Linked DNA regions of Mus musculus: region 2 is linked to region 1. The links are chromatin contacts, called in public Hi-C maps. All regions are on one chromosome and are shown on one strand. The core of a region is the stretch at or near the end of the contact, and the rest is flanking DNA. Distances in the headings are between cores, read along the strand shown. Region 1 has its middle 3.7 kb from the start of Gm30160. Region 2 overlaps Mreg (melanoregulin).

What was found. A called contact is a pair of places that touch in the nucleus more often than the background predicts.
Region 2: a contact with region 1 is called in a Hi-C map of liver, with 1.9 times the contacts expected there. The contact joins two enhancer-like sites. A contact is called at or near these places in 1 of 484 Hi-C or Micro-C datasets (liver) and 1 of 115 datasets of contacts at active chromatin or transcription factors (pancreatic cancer cells).

What each region holds. Positions count from the first base shown.
Region 1 is chr1:71,721,572-71,727,852 of GRCm38.p6, forward strand. No RefSeq gene overlaps it. Among named protein-coding and RNA genes, the nearest start is that of Gm30160, 3.7 kb to the right of the region's middle. Within about 2 kb of position 1,955, at least 28 of the 459 cell types and tissues checked have an H3K27ac peak or open chromatin away from gene starts, as enhancers often do. A contact at or near this core is called in liver, where this site is marked.
Region 2 is chr1:72,180,311-72,186,270 of GRCm38.p6, forward strand. The region is part of intron 2 of Mreg (melanoregulin); the gene reads right to left. Among named protein-coding and RNA genes, the nearest start is that of Mreg, 29 kb to the right of the region's middle. Within about 2 kb of position 3,096, at least 79 of the 459 cell types and tissues checked have an H3K27ac peak or open chromatin away from gene starts, as enhancers often do. A contact at or near this core is called in liver, where this site is marked.

The DNA of each region.
Region 1 (6,281 bases), core at 705-3,204:
AAAGCCATAGTTTGTTCTGGGTAGTGTCCAAACATTCAGGGTGTCGTTCATCCATCCATGTATCCTGCTACCTACTATAAAGAAACGTTGAGTGCCCATAGGGACCACATCATAAATGAAAGTCTTTTTCCACAGGCAAAGCAGAGAGCTATTCCACAGGCAGAAATTCTTCTCATTTGCTCTATAAAAGCCACCTCAAAAATGGGATCTGTTTGGGTCCTAACTAAGAGATAGACTAGTTTCTAGGACTGGAGACTAGCTCTCCATGACCTTCTGGTGATTTTGGTCTTCTTTCCCACCACATTTGTCTTAAACCTTTTTCTTCTTCTCTTGAGATGTTCTCATGAATGTTAGCATGGTCCTTCAAAACACATGTTCCATTCCAATGCAAATCCTATCTTAAACAATGTATCTTTTAGACAGAAAGGCTCTATTCTGTTATCAGTGCATAGATAGAGTCCTCAGCAAAGATGAGTTCTGTGAGCCATCGACTTTACCATCCAGTGTGCATCAAGCTAGTGGGATAGTAACCCAGTTCTGATGCTGCCATCGTGGAAAAGTTGATCTTCTCTTCATCAAGCTAACATAGGGATGTTCTACATATGCAATAGATTCTGCCTTTAGACTAGTTCACTGTTATCTCTTCATTTGCAAGTTGTTAAACCACTTCTATAATAGAAGTCATAGAGAAGACACTGGACTAGCTAGCAGCTCATTTTATGCCATAATTGTCTGGTTAAAATAAGAAAAGTCACATTTTTTTGACCTTCTCAGTTTATCAGATTGAGAAACACGAATTGTTATTACATAGCATGCCTGGATCGTTAGCATTTCACAATCGCTAACATTTCATTACCCTTTCTGAGTACAAAATGTCACTAGGAACATATGTGAAATATTTAGGAACCTTGCCTAAGATACAATAGAACGTGAAAAATATTAGATTTGATATTTTGAGGATAAAAGGGAGGAGGAGGAAAAAATGTCTTGTTAGATTCCAATTAGAATTTTAAATTGGTTGAATGCTGAAGTCAGTCTTGCTTAATTGAATAGAGTTTGCCATCTGCCCACCCACATCCAGTCTTTCATGTCTCCCATTTGCATTCAAACCTTTACACGATCAGTTGTATCTCTAGAGCCAGACAAATTGAGACTGAGGAGTTTATTATATGTGTTGCAGATTATTGCATAACTTCATATTATATTAAGGCAGAGAATATTGGGTTTTCTAAGCTGTCAAGCAAAGCAGATCAAATTTTCCAAGTATTTTGATCATTCTTTCCTTTTTCTGTCATCTCTGGGATTAGCTCATCTTATAGCTATGTAAATGCCTTTCTTGTGTCCACACAGTAAGTTATGGGCTTTATTTAAAAGTCACTTTCAATTCAGTCTCTGACCAGCAGGCTCAGAGCCTTTATTCAACAGTGACACTTAAAAGCAAACGGAAATAATTGCATTTTTGTTAAGATATAATTACTATTGTATGCTAGAAAGAAAATTAAAATATTTTTCTTAGTAGTCAGCATTTCTGGTGGTCATAATGTTGGCCACATAAAAGGGTTCCTATTTTACAAAAGTACTCCTTTAACACACATAAGTTCATTTAAATGAGGAAGTATGCATGGTACTAGAATGAACCACATAATATTTGAGGCAAATATTAGTGCCTGTTATCTGTATAGTGCTTCTCAGGGAGGTTCATGCTAGCAGGAGCAGTCCCTGTCAATCATTTATCTCTCACTGTTTTAACGTTGGAAGAGTTGTATATATAAACTGTTCAGTAAAATTAGCACCAATTCCTGATGGCGCTTAGAGACTATACTATGCATAACTAATATCTAGGGGAGAGGAGTGTGTGTGAGCATGTCTGTGCACACACATGCATGTGCACATGGAGACTGACAGACACTCTCACATAGAGTTTCTCAGATTCTTTCACTTTAGTGGCCTGGAGCGTCATAGTCAGACTAAGCTGGCCGGCCGGTGAGCTCCATTCCGAGGATGACAGGTGTACACTGCCCCATCTGGCTTTTTCATGTGAATTCTCTATATTGAACTCAGGGCGTCTTCATGCTTGCACAGCAAGCACTTACATGAGCCATGCCCCATACCCCATACCTAGCATTTTCTAGAGACAGTATGGATTAAAAGGAAATTTTACTTATCATTTAGAATATTAGAATATTTTCTTTATATATTTTTATTCCCTTGAGATGAGACAAAGGTCACTAGAATGTATAGAGTCCATTTATTTATTTTTTCCACTTTTGGTTCAAAAAGAAGCGCTCCCAGTTCTCAGAACAAGCAGGCTTACTTTGGCTTATGTTTTTATTTGCGCTTGTCTCCACAGCCCTCTTTGTGCCTGTTTTTCCCTTTCCGGCCCTTTTGAGTCATATGTTGACATAACTCAGTGCAAAGCCTTGGGTTTGAAGAGAAGTGGACACTAAGTCCAGGTACACAGAGATTCTTGTCTGATAACACCGCAAACACTCTGCCTGCAGACTTCCTACATTTGAGACATAATATTTTCGAACACTAATTTGCCAAGCAGGTTGGCGGTGACTCTGCCTGCCTGCTGCTGCTTGTCTGAATTAGGAAGGCTCTGTCTACCCTCTCTGACTCCGGGTTTGTTTCTCAAGTAGACACACTAATAAAGAGCTCCTTTTGAAGTAGGGAATCTAGGCTTTTTTTCTTCCCTAAGCTGTGGAGACAATTTTCAAAAGTAACTTCTTTACTTTTGATGAAACACAACTCACAGCTCATCTCAGAAAGAAAAACATCTCAAATTTTGCACTGTTGAAAATTTCAGTCCAAGAAGCTGTGTCTTTTTTTTTTTTTTTTTTTTTTTTTTTGATCATTTGATAACCTTCCCTTTCTTCTCTATGGCTTCACAGTTTGGAGGTTATAGGCACCTAAAGTCATTGTTCCTATCTGATGTTTTCAACTGTGCTCGGGTTGTTACATTTACTACTTAAGAGAGAAACAACAGGCGACATGGAGGGAAGAAAGGAAGCAACAAAGTTACCAGGCAGAGCTGAGAGCCCAAGAGTGGGAGGTGGAGGAACCAGAGGCGCTTTAAACACCAAGTTTCTTACTTTAACATGTGGAGAATTTCATGAGTCTGGTTCTTTCGTGAAACAAAATAAGCAAAATGGAAGATTTAATGAAGAAGTTTTGCATATTTAAAACTGGAGAAACAGGGGCTGAGAAGACAGCTCAGTGAATAAACAGCTTCCCCCAAAACCCACTATGCCCTGTAGTCCAGTGCTCCTATATCAAGTGAAAGGATGGAGAGAAAGAAATCTGCACTCCTGGACCAGCCTGGAAATACATAGCAGAAAACAGGAGACTCTGTCTCAAGGCAGATAGTGAGGACTGACACCCAAGGCTGACTAGATCTCCTCACACTTGTATACATTGTTTTTTGTTTTTTGTTTTGTTTTTTAAGATTTAAGGAAAGATGTGCGGGGCTGGAGAGATGGCTCAGTGGTTAAGAGCATTAACTGTTCTTCCAGAGGTCCTGAGTTCAATTCTCAGTCACCACATGGTGGCTCACAACCATCTGCAATAGGATCAGATGCCTTCTTCTGGTTTGTCTGAAGACAGCAACACCACCAAATAAATAAAATAAAAAAGATGTGCCTATAAAAAAATGCCTTGCAGGTTTCACATAAATACACACAGGCACACATATACACATATGCCCATGCATATGCAAAGGCACATGAGAGAGAGGCAGGACTTGATAAGAAGCGCATAAAAAGGCAAAAACGAAGTTTCATAGGTGATGGATTAGCTAACTGGCCACACATTGCTTGTTACCTGGCACTCGGCCCTTCTCCCATCTGAGAAATTCTTTCACTGCTGAAGTCATGGCCTTATGACGCGCCTTGCTTTGTGTTTTCTGAAATCCAGCAACTATAGTGGCAAGATGCACCTGGTCCCTTTGATGTATGGGGTGGGGATCGGGGAGAGACACTTCATAATAACTTAGCCAATGAGTGGATGGACAAATAGATGGTACTTTCCCTACTCAGTACTAGTCGTATTACAACAAGAAAACAGTTTTCAATTTGGAACGCCTCAATTTTGGAAGATCCAGAGGAGACGGAATAGTAATGCATTGGCAAACTGCACTGAAACAAAAGGGTTGAAGAGACTGGCAGCACTTAACTGGGAAAAGAGAAGAGAGGTAACCTAAGGTCAGCCATCCAGCTTTGAAGGTATGTGACACCATGTCTGCTACCAGCTGTTCTCCTTGTCCATCCGAGAAGCAGAGGCCAAGTCCTCACCCGGCATCTGCCAAATATGGGGGAAATTTTCTTGTTGGAAGGAGTGGCCACGCTAAAATGTAAATTGTTAACTGTGCAAAAACTTTTAGGCAGTTGCTTAAATGTTGGATTATGTTGGGTCTTCCTGCGTGTTTGAACACAATACTGGTGCCACAGGTAGCACTGTTCCTTATAAGCCTGTAAGGACAGAAACACGTTTTAAGAGAACAAGTATGAATGAAGGTCCACAATTCGTAGAATTTAAAATTTGTGTTCATAAATAAATGAAATCAAAACCAAAGCTCTTTTCAACAGGGAGTTCCATGTTAACACTAACATGATGGTCTCTTTTTTTTTTTAAATTCTATATTTGACACAAGGAAGCCCCGAATCGTGTGTGTGTGTGTGTGTGTGTGTGTGTGTGTGTGTGTGTGTGTGTGTGCACGCGCATGTGTGCAAAGTACACAGGTATATAGATGCTAATAATCTCAGAATTATGCTAACAACAAAAACTCAAGCCTTTTCATCCCCCTGCCCCCCGCCCCCCAGATAATAAAAGTTCACTGAAACAGACCATGGTCATCAAGCAAGTGGGCCAGAGAACTTGGAAGGGTTAGAAGCTCTGTGACTCTCCTCCCCATTTTTTCTTTCTTTCTTTCTCTCTTTCTTTCTTTCTTTCTTTCTTTCTTTCTTTCTTTCTTTCTTTCTTTCTTTCTTTCTTTCTTTCTTTCTCTTCCCACTGGCTAAGCTAAGTCTCCTAGTGGACCCCTAAACAGATATGCTTCTGTGTAAAAAAAAAAAAAAAAAAATCTCAGTGTGGACCAGTATGGTTTAAGCATTCTTTCTTTTCCCAACTCAGGAATCCAGCTGATCAATTCAATAATAACAAAATTAACATGTCTACAGTGACCACCTTATTGACCATTTGATTATCTCAGTAAAGAATTACGACTCAATTAACACTTTGGAAAATTTCAATTTGTCTGGGTGTCCAAAACATAAAAATAGTGCCTCACTATTTGCTTTAAATTTTTATTTACTTTTTTTTTATGCATGGGTGTTTTGTCTGCTTGTATGTCTACATACGATGTGTGTGCCTGGTGCCCATAGAAGGATCAGATCCCCTAAGGACTGGAGTTACAGGTGGTTTTTAGCCTCTGTACGGATGCTGGAAGTCAAACCTGGGTCCTCTAGAAAAGCAGACAGTGCTCATAGCCACTGGTCAATCCCTCCAGCTCTTCTGTCTCTTTCTAACCCCTTTTAGAAAGCATCATACAGTTTAGATGGAGGCCAGTTTTATTATAGTACACAGAAAATTAAAGTAGACTCAAACACAACTTACTCCAAACAATGCTATATGAATGTCACGGCACAGTGCTGTGTTTGTAGTCTGCTCTTAAAAAACTCACGTAAATGCATTATGTGGATGCTGCTCTGGTCTTATCCCTCACTAAGAAGACTTTGCTTGTGCTCAGCAGAACTAAGAGTGCTCACATCATTCCCTGTGAGTAGGCACAGAGAGCTTTTATTTCAAACCTAGACAGAAGACACATCATCTGCTGTGAAGATGTGGCATTAATATTCTCCAGTGGAAATACACCAATACCAAAGGCTCTCTCAGCTAGCCATGAGAGGGAAGGTTTAGATGTTTGTCTTTCAAATTTCATTATACAAGAAGACATGCCAATGTTAGCTTAATATAACCGTGGCTCTACTTGACAGTGTCTTCAGAAAGGTTTTAATCTGCGGGAGTATAAATACTTCAAACCTTATTATACACATTTGTAGACATAAAAACAAACAAACAAACAGATACACAAATAACAGGGCAGTGGTGGCACATACCTTTAATCTCAGCACTCAGGAAGCAAAGAGTAACGGATCTGTCTACAGGGTGAGTTCTAGGATAGCCAAGGCTACACAGAGGAATGCTGTCTCGAAAAACCAAACCAAACAAAAAACAAAAATCTAAAAAAAAAAAAAAAAAAAAAAAAAAAAACAAACAAAAAC
Region 2 (5,960 bases), core at 1,846-4,345, 460 kb after region 1:
AATCCTGGATCCCAAGCTAGTGGGGTTCAGGAGGTGGGGACGCTGTTTCAACCTTAATCCAAGGAAGTCAGTCCTCAAGTCAGGGCAGCCTTTCCCACGGGGGGGGGGGGGGGGTGCCTGACAGCCCAGCAGGAACGCAACGCACTGGGCAGACCAGGCTCTTCACATGGAGCATGGCTGTGGACGGGTTCAGTTTCTTCTCTCCACGCTGCAAAGTAGCAGCCCAGAGTCATTTATGCCATCCTCTCTCACACAGGCTCAGGGAGCACTGAGGAGGGGACAGAAGAAATTAAGAGCTGGAAAAATGAACGAGACGGGCTGTAAAATGGCATCTTTTGGTTTGGTTTGGTTTGGTTTGGTTTGGTTTGGTTTGGTTTGGTTTGGTTTGGTTTTTCGAGACAGGGTTTCTCTGTGTAGCCCTGACTGTCCTGAAACACACTCTGTAGACCAGGCTGGCCTCGAACTCAGAAATTCACTACCTCTGCGTCCCAAGTGCTGGGAGTAAAATGGCATCTTTAGGGCAAAACACCTTTATCCCAATCACAAACTCAGCAGTTTTAGATACTGCACAAGGCGCACACAAGGTTAGGCTCGGCAACCATCAGACATGGATGAGGGGATACAGAGGGCCCGGCATTCCGTGCTCAACGCTCTGGTAGGATTAGATTCAGGCAGATTCACTGCCTTCGACTATGAAAACCCTGAGGATCCCATTAGGTCTCAAGGGAGAATTCCAATCCAATGGTTACACAAATGGCCCTGATTAAACTATAGGTCACAAAACAAAACCATGAAGTAATGAATTGGAGGGAGGGTAAAGTAAACAGAATATATCATGTATGTATACAAGTGTATGAAACTATCAAACAACAAAATTAGTAAATTAAAAAAAATAATAATTAAATGTTAAGAAATGAATGCTTTGGGGCTAGTGAGATAGCTCCAGTGCGTAAAAGCACTTGCTTGCTGCCAACCTGAATTTAACCCATAATACCTATATGGCAGAAAAAGAGAATTGACTCTAGAGACTGTCCTCTGACCTCCATGTGTGTTCCTTGGCGTTCACGTGTCTCACCTACATACATACATACATAAAAATAAATAGGACAATGTTTAAATGAGTGCTTAACACTAAAAAAAAACACAATACAGGTTAAATTCATCCCCCTCCCAGCTGAATTCCTCCTAACATCTGCTTTATTTAAAAACTCCCAGTTGAGCTAGGCCTCAAAGTGGACACTCACTTGCATAGAAAGCTGAGAAGAGAAGAAAAAAAAAAAAAAACCCAAGGTTCTGGTACTTGTTGACAAACACACTGGAGGCTACGACTGGAGAATTCCTTAAAGATTATGAAAGGGACAGTTTTGCATGCAGAGGACACTCTCCTTTCTGATCACCAAGAAGGTAGGACAATCCTACTTCAAAGACTCTGCTTCCATTCCTACATATAACCCATTCCTTCCAATCCTCTGCCTGGGGAAGCAAAGACACAATGAAACGTGACTGCACACAGCAGTTCACACAGACACACACACACTCACACAGACACTCACACACACACAGACACTCACACACACACACACACTCTCACACACACACACACACACAGACACTCACACACACTCACACACACACACACACTCACACAGACACTGACACATACACACTCACACACTCACACAGACACTCACACACACACACTAACACAGATAATGACACACACACACACTCACACAGACACTCACACACACACACACACATACACTCACACACACACACATACACACACACTCACACACACACCATTAGAAAAAATTAGTGACATTTACCAACTTTATGCACAAAAAGAGCATACTCAATATAATATGACCAAGTATTTTACTATTTATTTTTGCAGATTGTCAAGCCTGGATTAAAACCCAGCCCACAGTCTCAAGTCTTTCCTGCAAGCCCCTGCCATCCCCACTCTTAGAGCTCCTCAGAGTCCCCCAAAGTTTATGTGGCCGTTTGGAAAGAGACCAGAGCGAATAGCTAAGAAGGCCACGTCCCCGAGGGACGTCTAGATGTACCCTTTTGCACCTATTTTCAATATTTTTTCTGGTAAGGTCAACTGAAGCTAGGGGAAAAAAAGAAAATCAGGTAAAAATGAAGCCTGAAGAAACAGAATCACATTCCGTTGGACGAGTGAACAGATAAGATGCGGTGGCTGTAGGAAAGGCTGCGTCCATCACACCCCTCTGGGATGGCTGGCCTGGGTTACCTGGGCCTGGGTAACCATCAAGGGTGTCAGATCTCCTGGATCTGAGTCACACACTGCACAGCCAGTACTAGCAACCTGTGGTCCCAACACACACTTCTGCACGCTGGAAGCTGCTTACAACGAAACACACACGGCTTAGGGAAGGGGGAGCTCAGCTCGTCTTAACTCAGGTCCACAGAAAATCACCCCGAGTTAAGAGCTTTGATAACAAAGACAATAAACTAGGGGGGAAAAAAAAGCTGGGTGTGACTTTTCCTCACCTGATCCATAATTAAACTTGGCAATTATTTGTGCCTGCTGGTATTCATTAGCTACATGGACTGACTCTTAAACTGCACAACCATAAAGTGGCACAGCCAAACCAGCATGCGTAACAATTGCTGATGGAACAACAGGTATCCAGGAGCCCTGCACCCTGATGATCCCTTTCCCCGGTATCCTAGGGACCTGAAGGCTGAGCTGCAGCTCTCCACCCCCTCCAGAACTGAAGGATCTCCTATTTCCCACACAGGTGCAATCAAAGCCAGCAAACAAGCCGCAAGCCTCTTCTGCATACTCGTCAGAACCCTCCCGTGATCCCCAGCTGAGTCACACTGACAGCAGGAGGTCCCAGTGGGTCTGTGGCGAGCCTCTCAAGCAATTAAGAGCTGATTTCATTTATTCTGAGAGAAGCAAGACCGACAGAGGGCAGGAGTCAGGGCAGGAATGTTTACAAGGACAGAGTGGGGGGGGGGGGAGGGGGAAGGCTACAATAAAGCTCTGGAGTAAGCGACTGGCTTCACTGCAAGCGACTAACGTGACACTGCAAACACACATGTGACCGATGGCTTCATCACGCTTGAGCCAGTCCACTTTGGAGGAGTTCCACAGAGCCTGCTTCGGCCACTCATAGACACACACCCTCCCTCATCCCCACCCAGTTTCCAGAGCACTCAAGTAAAGCAAAGCCAATCAGTTTAGAAAAGCATGGGGCGGGGGGAGCGGGGGGGGGGGGCAAATCATCACGGATTATGCTATAAGTACTAGGGAGAATTTTTTCTTTAAATAAAGCCCATGACGACAAGGTAACACATCTGAATTGTATCCAGGCAGTAAGGAAACTACAAGGGCACAGCAGCATCTGTGTACTCAGATGAGATAGGCACACCTTTCCATTCAGCAAGCAGACAGACAGCCTTTCTCAGATATATATACCCATGATCCTCTTCTCTAGCCAGGCTGCACACCACCTACTAGAGCAGCCATTTGTGATGTACTAACTGTACTTTCACTGGGAAAGTGGCTGACGGGTAAAGCGTTTGCTGCACTCGCTGGAGGCCCTGAGTCTGGATCCTCAGCACCACACACAGTTGGGCAGGGTCTATCAAGGAACCCGGTGATCACTGAACAGGGATACAGGCAGAGGCTGGCCTCTGAGAACCAGGGGTCCTCCATCTCTACCTCCTCACCGCTGAGCTGGAAGGTAAACGCCACCACGGCCAGCTTTCAATATGGGAACTGAGATCTGAACTCAGATCCTCAAGCACTTTACCCACTGAGCCACCCGGCCAGTCCCCAGAATATTTGGCCAAATACCTGTACATTGTAGCCCAAATACGTTGACATATAAAATTAACCTTAATATAAATCAATCAATCAATCAGCCGGGCAGTGGTCCTCAATAAGCTTGGCATTAGTCCTCAGTGTTTTGAATGTATACAGGGTCAACTGGTTGGTTGCTTTGTTTGTTTTTAAAATAAGACTTTTAAGACACATTTGTAGTTTTAGTTTCTTCTCAACTCCATCTGCCTTCTGTACCCGGAGGTAGAATCTTACCAGCAGATTGTCTTGAGCCCACCTGCCGACTAAGAAGAGCCTTCCTCACACACACTAACCCACAGAGGCCTGGCCCTCTGCTTCAGGGACAGGACACAACGGCTATGGAGGAAGCCGGCCAGTTTCTGCCCAGCTGGTCCTGCCTACATCACAGAGCTGCTGGTGTTTGTAAGTACATTTACCACTTCCACAAACCTTCCCTCCTGCAGCTTCAGACGGAAGTCAATGAGGACAGAGCCTCAAAAACAGCCCCACAGCAATGGCGGCCCTTGCCTTCTAATCCCAGCAGGTTCGGCAGCCTAAAGCAGGAGGTTATCAAGCCTGAGACAAGCTTGAGAGATTTCCAGGCCAGCCTGGACAATGGAAAAAGACAGACTCCTAAACAAAAAATAAAATAAAATAAAATAAAATAAAATAAAATAAAATAAAATAAAATAAAATAACAAAAGGCAAAGGCTACTGAGATGGCCCAGCAGGTAAGAGTGCTCACTGGCAAATCTGACGACTTGAGTTTAGGCCCTGAGACTTACATACGCAAAGGCCTGGAGACTAAAGAATAGATAGCTGCCAAAGACTAGGAACGTGCTAAATGTCACTACACAGAACATTCAGCGTTGAAAATGCCCTGGGAGACTGTGTGCCTGCAAGCATAAGGCCCTGAGTTCCGTCTCCTGAACCAATGGAAGCAGGGGCAAGCATGGCCTGGCGAGCTGGCTCACAGGTGAAGGTGCTTGCCGCCAAACCTGAGTTCAATCCCCAAACCCACTCCAACAAGCTGTCCCGTGACTTCCACAAGCGTTCTGTTTTAAGGGACATAAAACATCCAGGTGTAAGGGCGCATGCTCATGACATCAGCACTCAGGAAGCAGAGGGCGGAGGGGACTAACTCCTACAAATTGTCCTCCCCATATGCACATACAGTGTCCTCCCCCCCAAAAAAAAGATAAAGAAAAGAATATAAGCCAGGGGTGGGGGCAGATGTTTGTAATCCCTGCACTGAGTGGGGACAGGGCTTGTGAGCCACCAGTCTAGTCTACTTAGTTCCAGGTCAGTGAGAGATTATGTTTAAAAAACCAAGGTAGACATACCTGAAGGATACCACCTGGGGTTGTCTTTAGCTTCCACATGCATACTCAAACAAATTACATACACACAAACACATTGTATATATTTCAAAAGAGAGAAGATAATTAAATGGTAAGTGCTGTTATGTGTATTTTACAGGAACGGAGGGAGGGAGGGAGGGAGGGAGGAAGGAAGCAAGGAAGGAAGGAAGGAAGGAAGGAAAAAGGCAAGGTGGTCTATGTCTCAGCCTGTCCAGGTAAGTCTTGGTTTATATTTTTGGCTAGATATTAGCAAACATCTCCTTTCCTCCTAGTTAGACTTGGTGACTGTGACCCAAACTTGAAAACAAACAGTACAGTCACTCTAAAGTTGAATAGGTGTTGCCTAATTAGAGCATGGTGACAATACATCTCTCACCCTCCCAGCTGTGTGTGATCTTCCACATTAAGCATGCTACAGTGTGTCCAATGATGTCCCTGCCCTCTGCTATCATCTAATTGCCAGTTTACTGCCTCAGCTCTGCTGGTTAACATGGCTCGCACAGATGTGTAAAACAAAAAATGCGGGGTATGCTAATCCTGACATCCGGAAACAGCTATACTTTTTAAAATAAGCAGATTGTGACCTGGTATGGTTCGGTGGACTGTACTATCCAGAATATGCCATAGCACCAGGGGCATGTCACCCCAATAGCCCCACAATCACCTAAGAACTTACCACCCTAATTGCACTGTATAGGGTGTGTCCATGTAAACACACAGACTCTACTGTCTACTTGACAGCATTAAGTCAAGATTTACACAGGCAATTTTGGCTTTAA